Linked DNA regions of Oryctolagus cuniculus: region 1 is linked to region 2. The links are chromatin contacts, called in public Hi-C maps. All regions are on one chromosome and are shown on one strand. Each heading gives the region's core, a stretch centred on a gene start, on an enhancer-like site or on the middle of the called end of the contact. The rest is flanking DNA. Distances are from core to core; before and after follow the strand shown. Region 1 overlaps EBF1 (EBF transcription factor 1). Region 2 overlaps EBF1 (EBF transcription factor 1).

What was found. A called contact is a pair of places that touch in the nucleus more often than the background predicts.
Region 1: a Hi-C map of skin fibroblasts shows a contact between it and region 2, with 2.2 times the contacts expected there. The contact joins two enhancer-like sites. A contact is called at or near these places in 2 of 6 Hi-C or Micro-C datasets (skin fibroblasts and an unstated tissue).

The regions. Positions count from the first base shown.
Region 1 is chr6:45,961,504-45,966,375 of mOryCun1.1, reverse strand. The region is part of intron 6 of EBF1 (EBF transcription factor 1); the gene reads left to right. Among named protein-coding and RNA genes, the nearest start is that of EBF1, 50 kb to the left of the region's middle. Within about 2 kb of position 3,560, at least 3 of the 8 cell types and tissues checked have an H3K27ac peak or open chromatin away from gene starts, as enhancers often do.
Region 2 is chr6:45,602,345-45,606,709 of mOryCun1.1, reverse strand. It overlaps EBF1 (EBF transcription factor 1), which reads left to right. Exons shown (of 16, transcript XM_008255335.4): 16 at 1,927-4,365. The coding sequence ends at 1,958. Among named protein-coding and RNA genes, the nearest start is that of EBF1, 410 kb to the left of the region's middle. Within about 2 kb of position 2,914, at least 2 of the 8 cell types and tissues checked have an H3K27ac peak or open chromatin away from gene starts, as enhancers often do.

The sequences.
Region 1 (4,872 bases), core at 2,311-4,810, 360 kb before region 2:
TGCAATGCATAATTGAGTATTATCTAATAGAGTTGTCAAAATTAAGTTGATAATTATATTCCTTTCATTCTGGGGTATACTTACACATTTTGTGTCTGTGCATCTGCTGGTGAGTATTGGTGTCTCACGCATCCACATAGATGCTTATATTCACATTCCTGTGTCTGCGATTTGAGATACAGGTGGAGATGGAGATGGAGAGGGCGATGGGCATGGAGACAGAGACAGAGTTGGAATAGAGCTAGAGACAGAGGTGTTCAAACACCCAGGGCAGTATAAACAGAATAGTTGAAGTATGGATCATAGGAAACTTCAGTGACTTTAGTTTTACTCACAGCTCGGAAAGGATACAGTTTTGTAATATGTGAATTATGAGACTAGAGGCAGAGTACCTTTACTCTTTTCCTGGGTTACAAGTGACTGTTGATAACAATGATAACAGCCCACATTTATTAAGCCACATCTTTGCTAAGTATTCTCTCTTTTAATCCTTACAGCTCTATGTGGTACGTGTCCTCCCCCCCCCCCCCCATTTTGCAGACAAGGAAAGTAGGGTCTCAGGAGGTTAAATAACTTGCCCAAGTTCAACACTGATATTAAATGGTGGAGCTAGGTTGCCAACCCTGCTGTGTCCGACCCCAAAGATTGGGATCTTAATCACGATGCTCTTCTGCTTCTATTTAAAAACTAACATTTCCATTTTCTGAGTACAGCCTTTAATATATTCATTTAGGCAAATATCCATCCTTTGCTAGCATAATCGCTATTCCTTTTGTTGGTCATTGCTCCCCTGGGCTTCCCTCAAACATGGTCAGAGGTGCCCTGGACTTTTTAAAGATGGAAGAAAGGCCACATGGCCCTGCATAATTTGACTGAGACAGCTGTGCAGTTGGTTGTCTCATTTAAATTACAACCACAAAAAAGATGTGCCAGGTTTCATTGACACAAAGCTAAGGGCAGGAACACGAAACCGTTTCCTGATTCTGCCCTGGGTTACTGCTAAAGGTAAGCAGCCACCCTCAGCAGGGTCTCCAGGACCACTGAAGAGGCGGCCAGCCCCGCTTAAACAATTATTCCTCCCTGCGCCTTTCTTGAAGGCTTGTGGCTCCAAATTCTCAGGGCAAAGGATAGGTCTGTCTCTTAATTCCAGCTTGGAATGGCTGACCCAGACAGGAACTTGAAGACAATTCATCTGAGAGTTAGGGAGAAAAACAGAGGTGTGGGAATTAAAAGTCAGGCATTGCAAAGAACCTTCCTGACTGGCTGTGGTTGGGATTTAAGAGAAACCCCAAACTGATTTGCTCAGGACTGAACACCAAACCTTGTAACCACAGAGCAGGCTAGGGGAGATATTCATGAGACCAGAGAAGCCTAGTTTTAATACAAACTCTGGTACAAAGTTTCATGTGTGTAGTTTTGCTGTGGGTTTTTTTTTTTTCTTTTTCTTTTTTTAACTATAGCTTTTGGAATTGAATTTGATAGTCCAAAGGGTGGCTTTCATGTGTAGTATTTTACTCTGTACTTGAGATAGTTGGGAGCTTTTCCAGGGCTGTGAAACCACAAACATATGCCTACATGACATACGATTTCTTCTTTTTTTGATGGCATTCTTAGATTGCATATTGTTTCCCTGTTAAATGATTTTTATCATCAGTTATTTTGTTTCCCATCTCATCTTTCCAAAACTTCACTCACAGTGACTGCTTCCCCAATCAGCTTTGGTTTTATTAAAACTATAATGTCTTGCTGAAACAAACATACTGAATCTTCCAGAAAAGCCCCCGATGGTGATATAATTTTCTTCCCTAGAGTGTGTATGTTGAGCCTGCATGTGTGTATCTATGTCCATTGTACACCCATGCAGGTCTGTGTCAACATGCATTTGTGATAGGACTTTTCCATTCCAACTATTCAGAGCCAAGGAACCTACTTTAAGTCTGTCCTGTTTTTAACACACTATGATAAAGGGGGATGACGATAATGACTTTCTCCCCTTGTGCAGAAAAAAAAAAATTACAACAAAATGAACGAGGACAAACTGCATCTGCTGTGCCGCGCACGTGATTGCGCACAACTGCACGTGAGGCCGAGCCTTGGGAGGCCCACGGAGGGGAGCACCCGTCTCACGCCCCCGCCGCCAGGCCTCTCAGTGCTGGCTTTGTGGGGACTCATGAATTACTTCTTACAGTCGGGGCTCCGTGCTATAAATCCCGCCGCGGTGCCGAGCGCGCTGCGGGCAGCGGAGCACAGAGCGGCCGGCGCTGTTTGTGTTTTTGTTAGCGACACGTAGCGAGTTCCTCTCCAGCGGAAAGGCCCAGGCTCCAGTTTGTCGCCAGTGAAAGCCGAAACGCGAGTCGCACATGTGGAGCGGGAGCCCTCTCCGCCTGCGGGGCGGGGGTGGGGTGGGTTGGGTAGAGGGAAGCAGCCCGGACTGCGGCGCCCACCAGGGCATTTGTTTGGGGGTTGGGGATGGGAAGGGAGGGGGCAGGGAACGAACAAAGAAGCAGCCCGAGGGGGAACTAGGAAAAGGATGCCCTGACCCTAAATGTTATTACTCCCCCCACCCATTCCAACCACCAATCCCTTAGTATGTCTCACTGGTTGTCTGAATATTCCAGAGAATTATAAAAAATATACCGTTTGTAGTATGGCTTCAAAAAAAAATTTTTTTTTCTTTTCCAGGATATCCTGTGTCTGTCTTTGGGTGGGTTTTTCCTGGGTTAGTTTGTTAGGAGATGTCTCCTATCCCTTTAAGAGGTAAAACATGAAAAAATGTAAATGTAAGGACTTTTAACACTTCCCCCCTTCCTAACATTCATATAATTGCTGTTAAGCCACATTGAAAACCCTGGGGCCTGGTGTACACCAGGGTAAAGTTACATTTCACAAGCAGAAAATTGACTCACCACTTAGGAAAATTGGCTACCAATTATGTGTCAAAGGCTCTAAAGTCAGACCTGAGGTTTTCTTTTTGCCAGAATGTGGAATTAAAAAGAGCGCAGGCACCCAAGCTTTGTCCCCAGGCTGCGTCCTGGAGCGACTTCTAGCTGAGTTTCCCTTTCACCAGGCAGCTCCTGGCCCTAAGACCAACCAAGGGCCTGGACCAATTAGCAGAAGAACAGAGTCCATTAATACTTAGAAATGAGTTCATGCAAAGATATGTCAGAAACACGCTATGGCATTTGCGAAGAAAGTCGCTTCTGCCGTAGCACAGTCTGAGAGCTGTCTTTGGGGCTCACGGGGCCAAGAGGAGCTGGAGAGAGGAAGGGCTTCTGAAGGGAGCCACAAAAATCAGGGGACATCTGCTGTTTCTGGTGACACGCTGGTCACACTCACACCGCGTGCAGAGCCCATTCTGGAAACTCACTGATCCAGCCTGTTGTAGGAGGAGCCACCTGGGCAGGAGGGAAGATCAGCCCCAGGAGGGAGGATCGCTGGTCCCTGCCAGGGGCAGGAGCCTGAGAAGTGAAGGCAAGAGAGAGAGTAGGAGAAAGACAGACAGACAGACCAGGACAGAGACAGAGCAACGCAGGGAGAGCGAGAGTGAGATTGTGTGTGTGTGGGATGGCCAGACAGACGTGGACAGACTTCTTTTGAACCCCCCACCCCCACCCCACCTCTACCACTCACCGGGGTTTCTCCTGTATCCACGTCCTGGATATACCTCTTCCCTTTATTCAAGGCCTGCTTTCTGTTCTTGTCCGAGTGGTTTATCCTTGATTTTATTTTTAATGCCTTGAAATTAAACCTTATTTAGTGGTTCATTTTCTGCCTCTAGAGGGAGAGAAAGAGAAAGCATCCGGACTGGCCAAATTGAGTGAATTTGCTGGGCTGTGCCAGAGAGAGTTGTTGGGGACAACCAGGATGCCGAATCATACTGGATATTATCCCAAGATAAGCACCCCTCCCTCCCAACAACAGGATGTGATCTGTAATAATTTTAGTGAGAAAAACCATCCTCATTTTGCCTTCTGGGAAATCTTAGGCTAGCTATTTCTGTTTGATTCTAACTGTGGACAATTTCCAGAGTTCTCAAGAACCAACTATCTTAAATCCTCAGTGATTTTGACAGAGAAGACTGTTTTGTCTAAAGGACAGCAATTCTGGGACTGAGTCTCACCCAAAATATCTAATTTCAGTTCAGCTCTGGTTTCTTAACTGGAACAAAGGGGAGAGAGAAGAGTTTAGAGTTTGCAGTATATTTAATACACCTCCAAGTCTCTACTGGGTTAAAAAAATGTGTGTAAGCTTTTCCTTATTTAGCGGTTCAGAACACGTATAAATTTATGTTTTACAAATCAAGACTCAAATATTTTGAGTGGATTATTTTCCCTGTGCCATCCTATATCAAGATCTTTTCTAGTTTTAAGAGTCTCACAGGCTCCCTCAAGTGATGCTTAATTAGAGAAGTCTTCTATACACTAAGTATTTTCTTAAATGTATAATTGATTGTGCACAGAAGGGAGAGTTGCAGGAATGAAAATCATACATCATTTCATTATTAATGGCAATGACTAAATAAAATGCAGACTTTGTCATGCTAATAGATTACTGAATTTTAGTTTAAATCAGAAGCTTTTTTTAATTACTATTTTGGGATCATCTAAGGAAGTTTAAGTAGCATTTAAGATATTGATAAATATATTCTAACATGTTGGGCAAAAGTTGGAAAAAAAAGAGGCAAATCAAATTCTGGAGAACCTACCTGAATTATGTAAAAAATTAGTTTGAGAAGCTATATCCGTTGCCTACCTTTTAGTACCTGTGAAGGAACTGGAGTATTTTTAACTGGACTTTATTCGGAAGGTGTGTGTTTGACACTTGCTGTATACTGTTCCCTCTGTGACATCCCACAGATAGCTTCATAGAACA
Region 2 (4,365 bases), core at 1,665-4,164:
TTCCAGCCGGAATAAAAATGTCCTTGAAGAGGCAGGGCCCTGCTGAGCAGTCACACTGCAAAGACCCCTCCCCTCCCCCCTTGCCTTTTGCGTCACCACGTCTTCAATGCTCAAGTTCAGACTTGGATTAAAATACAGAGCTCCTGGCTTTAGTCAGATCTAGGGTTCATTTGATTCTTGGGGGGACTGCATTTTGTTCTGATCTCAAATCTTTCAGGGGGTTTAAGTTGGTCTGCATTTGGCAAAAGACAACTTCCTGTTTCTAAGAAAAAAAGGCTTATGAGGGCTTACAAAAAGGACTCCAGGAGCTTTTGGCCTGCAAAGGGGCTCTTGCAAAACAACATTTGGATGATTTACGTGTAAATGAATCAGAAACATGTGGATTGAATTTCCTTGTGAATACAGATGGGTTTAAAAATTAACGGAAAAAGTGTTTGGCAAAATACTTTTTGGTGTTTGTTCTAATTGAATCTAAAACGTCAGGGCGTGTGGTGGCCTCAGGGTGCAGAGCCCCCACCTCCTGGCCTCCCTGTGTCCCCTGCAGGATTTGTAGTAGTGGGGTTCACTTAAACAGACCCATTCCTCTAGACAGGATCGTTAGTAAATGAAGAGGGCCACTTCCTAAACACAGTCATCACTGACAAGAACATTAATTGAAGTTTAGGACTGCCAGTAACAAGAAGGCAGGAAGTTTTCCCTGCTTGACAGGACGCTGGGCCATTCTGGTGAGTCCAATATGGCTGCTTCCCGATTGTAATGTAAGAATCTCTCTCCCCTTGATGTAGTTCAGAGTTGCCGCTTGCTCCACCTTCACAGTCTTATCGATATCCCAGACTTCCCCACAGCCTTGTGTGAAATGTGCCTGTTGGGTATAAGAGAAAAGAGAGGCCCAGAGAAGTTAAACACTTAACACAAGGTCACACAGCTAGTTTAACAGCACAAGTGATATGCAGCTAACTCCTACCAGGAACCTAAGCAAAGGACTTCACATATTTGTTATTTTATTTAAATTTCCAACAACCTTAAACCAAGTGAATAACTGCATTATCTAGCCAAGGAGATTGAAGTTTAAGGATCCGAGTGGCTATGGCCCAGGGAAAACCAGAGGTGGGAAGGCTGACCTATCTGACTCTCTTCTCTCCATATACCAGTAGGTTTAGCGGCCTAAGTCTGAACCCTTCAAAGAGCCGTCCTGTTTCCCAGGATCTCACTCTAGTTTTCCTAGGCTACAATTTTCTAGGAAGCATAGTCAGAACATTCCAGAAACCAGGAGCAAAGCAGCGGTGAAGACCTTCCGCAGCTTCATGCCAACTTGTCTCCCCCTCCCGCTCTGAGCTTTCCCCCAACTCCACATTCCCAGTGAGCAGGCCTGCCGTAGTAGCGGCTGTGTTTCCTGCAGCCTGAGGGCTGATGCGAAGGCATTCAGAAGGCTGCCCTGTGGCTCCATTTTTGTGCACAGCAAAGTCGTAGGTGGTGGTGGTGGTGGTGTTATTGTTGCTTTTAGAAAATTACTGGCAAATGGGATGGACCAATTTATATTCTGGATGTGAAGTCAGGGCCGGGAGGTGATGTGGGTAAGAGGGACAGATTGAAAATTTTCACTGTTTTGCAAGGTTTGGGGCTGTAACTTTCCCAATGGTATTCAAACTATTTAACTTTCCAGTCATGTTTTTAAATTGCAATCAGATTTGGAGTGATGCTTAGGCTATTCTGTTCTGATGGAGATACATACGCATGCTGATATACTATAATATTTAATACAGTACATATATGTATTATAACAAAAACTTACTCCAGAGATGATGAGAGCACGTGTGTGGGTAATATTCAATCAATGTAGATGTGTATGCATGCTTTTTATTTTTTTTTCCCCTCAGTGAGAAGTTTGAATGCTAAGCCATTGACTTCTGTCTTCTCTTTCCATAGCGATATCTGGCATGATTGTTCCTCCCATGTGAAAGGATTGCCTTGAAGAATTTTATTAATGAAGAGGTTGGATTCTGCTACAGAGAGTAATCTGATACAAGTCCCAGAGTGGAACTTTTAACTCAGGCCTTTTTAAGAGGAATCACAATAACTGCAGATTTTTAAACAAACAAAAATCACCGACCTTGCAAATACTGAAATTGGAAGGAATCTGCCAGTGCAGGGTGTTGGTTAAAGTTGTACCTCCCGAGTGTTTGGGGGATATATTTATTCTGTACTGATAAAAGCAAATCCACTTTTTCTTTTTTTTTTTTTTTTAAAGCTTAACTCTGCAATCATTTGTCTTTTATAAACCGTAAAGCTATATACAAGGGACACTATAAATAAGACTCCATGTTTTAATTTATGATGTTTTTAAAGCTGTGTAAAGGGAGAATGAACTGGTGATATTTACAAAAAAGTTTGAAAAAAGAAAAAAAAAGCTTGTATGGGACAGAATAGGAATGCCAGTTAGATTTTTTAGAAAACTAAGGGTCGGCTTTTGCGCCTTAAAGCATATCAAATGGTAGTTAGCTCAGACCGTGCATTCGCAGTATCTAACTTCATCTGCCATCCCTTAGCAGTGCAAGCCTGTTTATTTATCTCTTTTATATTGTTGTCTTAAGTGACTGTGTATATAAATGCAGCCTGGAAAGTGAAAAAGCGATGTCAGTGATCACATTTTTCCCTTCTACTCAAAAAATCCAGTGCCTCTAGACAGATCATTCAAACTGCATATTTAAACCTGATATCCTTCCTTCTCTCTCTGACTTACGTCAGCCCCTTTCAAAGCCGCCGGCCTCTGAGAGCTCAGAGGCGCGCGGACTACGTGAGAATCTCTTTTGAGACTCCACAGAACAGGGTCCAGGCACAGAATTCCACACTCGGCCCTCCAGTTCCCAAGCCAAACTCGCACTTACACTGTACCAGCCTCACTGCTGACTTCACACCAAGATTCCAAAAGTTGACTAAAGCACCGTGGAGCTTATTTCGATTGTCCCATTCAAGACAGGGCCTGTGTCACTGAGCCTTCCGTTCACAGTGTCACAGATTCGAACAACACGTTAAGTGCTTTGGAATTAAGAGGAAAAGGAAACTGGGGGAAAGGGAAAGAAGGTGGAGACCTCCAAAACATAGTTTTGTGTTCTATGGGAATTTTTGCTCTCGGTAGCTGGAAAGTGTTCTTAAATATAAGAGTTAATGGCAAAGAGGCAGCAAAGCTCTGAGGATGCGTTTGCCTGATATTTTTTTCTTTGCGGTTGTGTTTTTGTATGTAGTTATAAATACTGTAGATTTTTTGTGATTTTTTGCCAAAGTTGTTGTTCTATTTATACATTTTAATGTCTTAAGACAGTTTTTCAATATCACAAAAAGATTTTACTGCATATTTTGCAAAGAAAAAAAGCTCACTACCTTTAGCTTGCACATACTTGCAAAGTTAATTAAAAGGCTTTTTGTTTTAAAGGGGATTTTGTAAAATATCCATATAAATAATGTATTTATCTTTGGAATTTGTACATTGCTTTTCCCTTCCTCTCTTCCTTCCACCCCCAATTTATTTTATTGTGTATGTTTGCTATGTGAAAAGTGCGTATTTGTTTGGTCACCTACAGTTGTATTAGCTGTTTCAATGTGATTTTTAAACATTTCATTTATAGTTATTTTTAGTATTGTTTTAAACCATGCTTCAATTTTTTTTATTCCCACCCAAAAGCCATTGTCTATTTTTGTATTATTTGTAAGTTAAGAAGTTTTTTCCAATATATGGCAAAAATAGTAGCATATTATTCTTGTAGTACTTAGTTCTGTAGATTTAAAAAAAATGTATCCTTTGCTTTGGAAGCTTACAAAAAAAACCCTATTGCTGTTTTACTCTATTAATATGCATGAATCTCTCCCTTTGGAGTGACGCATTTTGTGCATTAAATTTCGGGGGAGAAACTTCATAGAAATCAATGAACATACTTTCTTTCTCAAGTCTGCTTGTATATTTCCTCTGTCCTTCACATAAATATAAACCAGCAGATTGGATGCCTTAACCATGCAGATCATATTCATTTCACTTGTACATTGCAACTGTGCACCAGAACTCTCAGTCATCACTAACATTCTCAGAAAAAAGAAAAAGAAAAAAAGAAAAAAAAAAACAACAACAAAGAAATCGAAAAGCACAAAAGAACTGTTTTGTTACCTTAAGACAATGTAACTTTTTCTAGTAGAGCAAGAAATCATTTACAACAATGCTGCAACTGTGCATGCCCCCATATGGATTTTGCAATGGTTTTCACTAGACTGTCAGAGTGCGATTTTTATGGGTTGGGGCGGGCGGGGGAGGGGAGCAGCGGGAGGGAGGGGGGGATGAAAGCTGATTTTTCATGGTGAGAAATCATAATGATGATG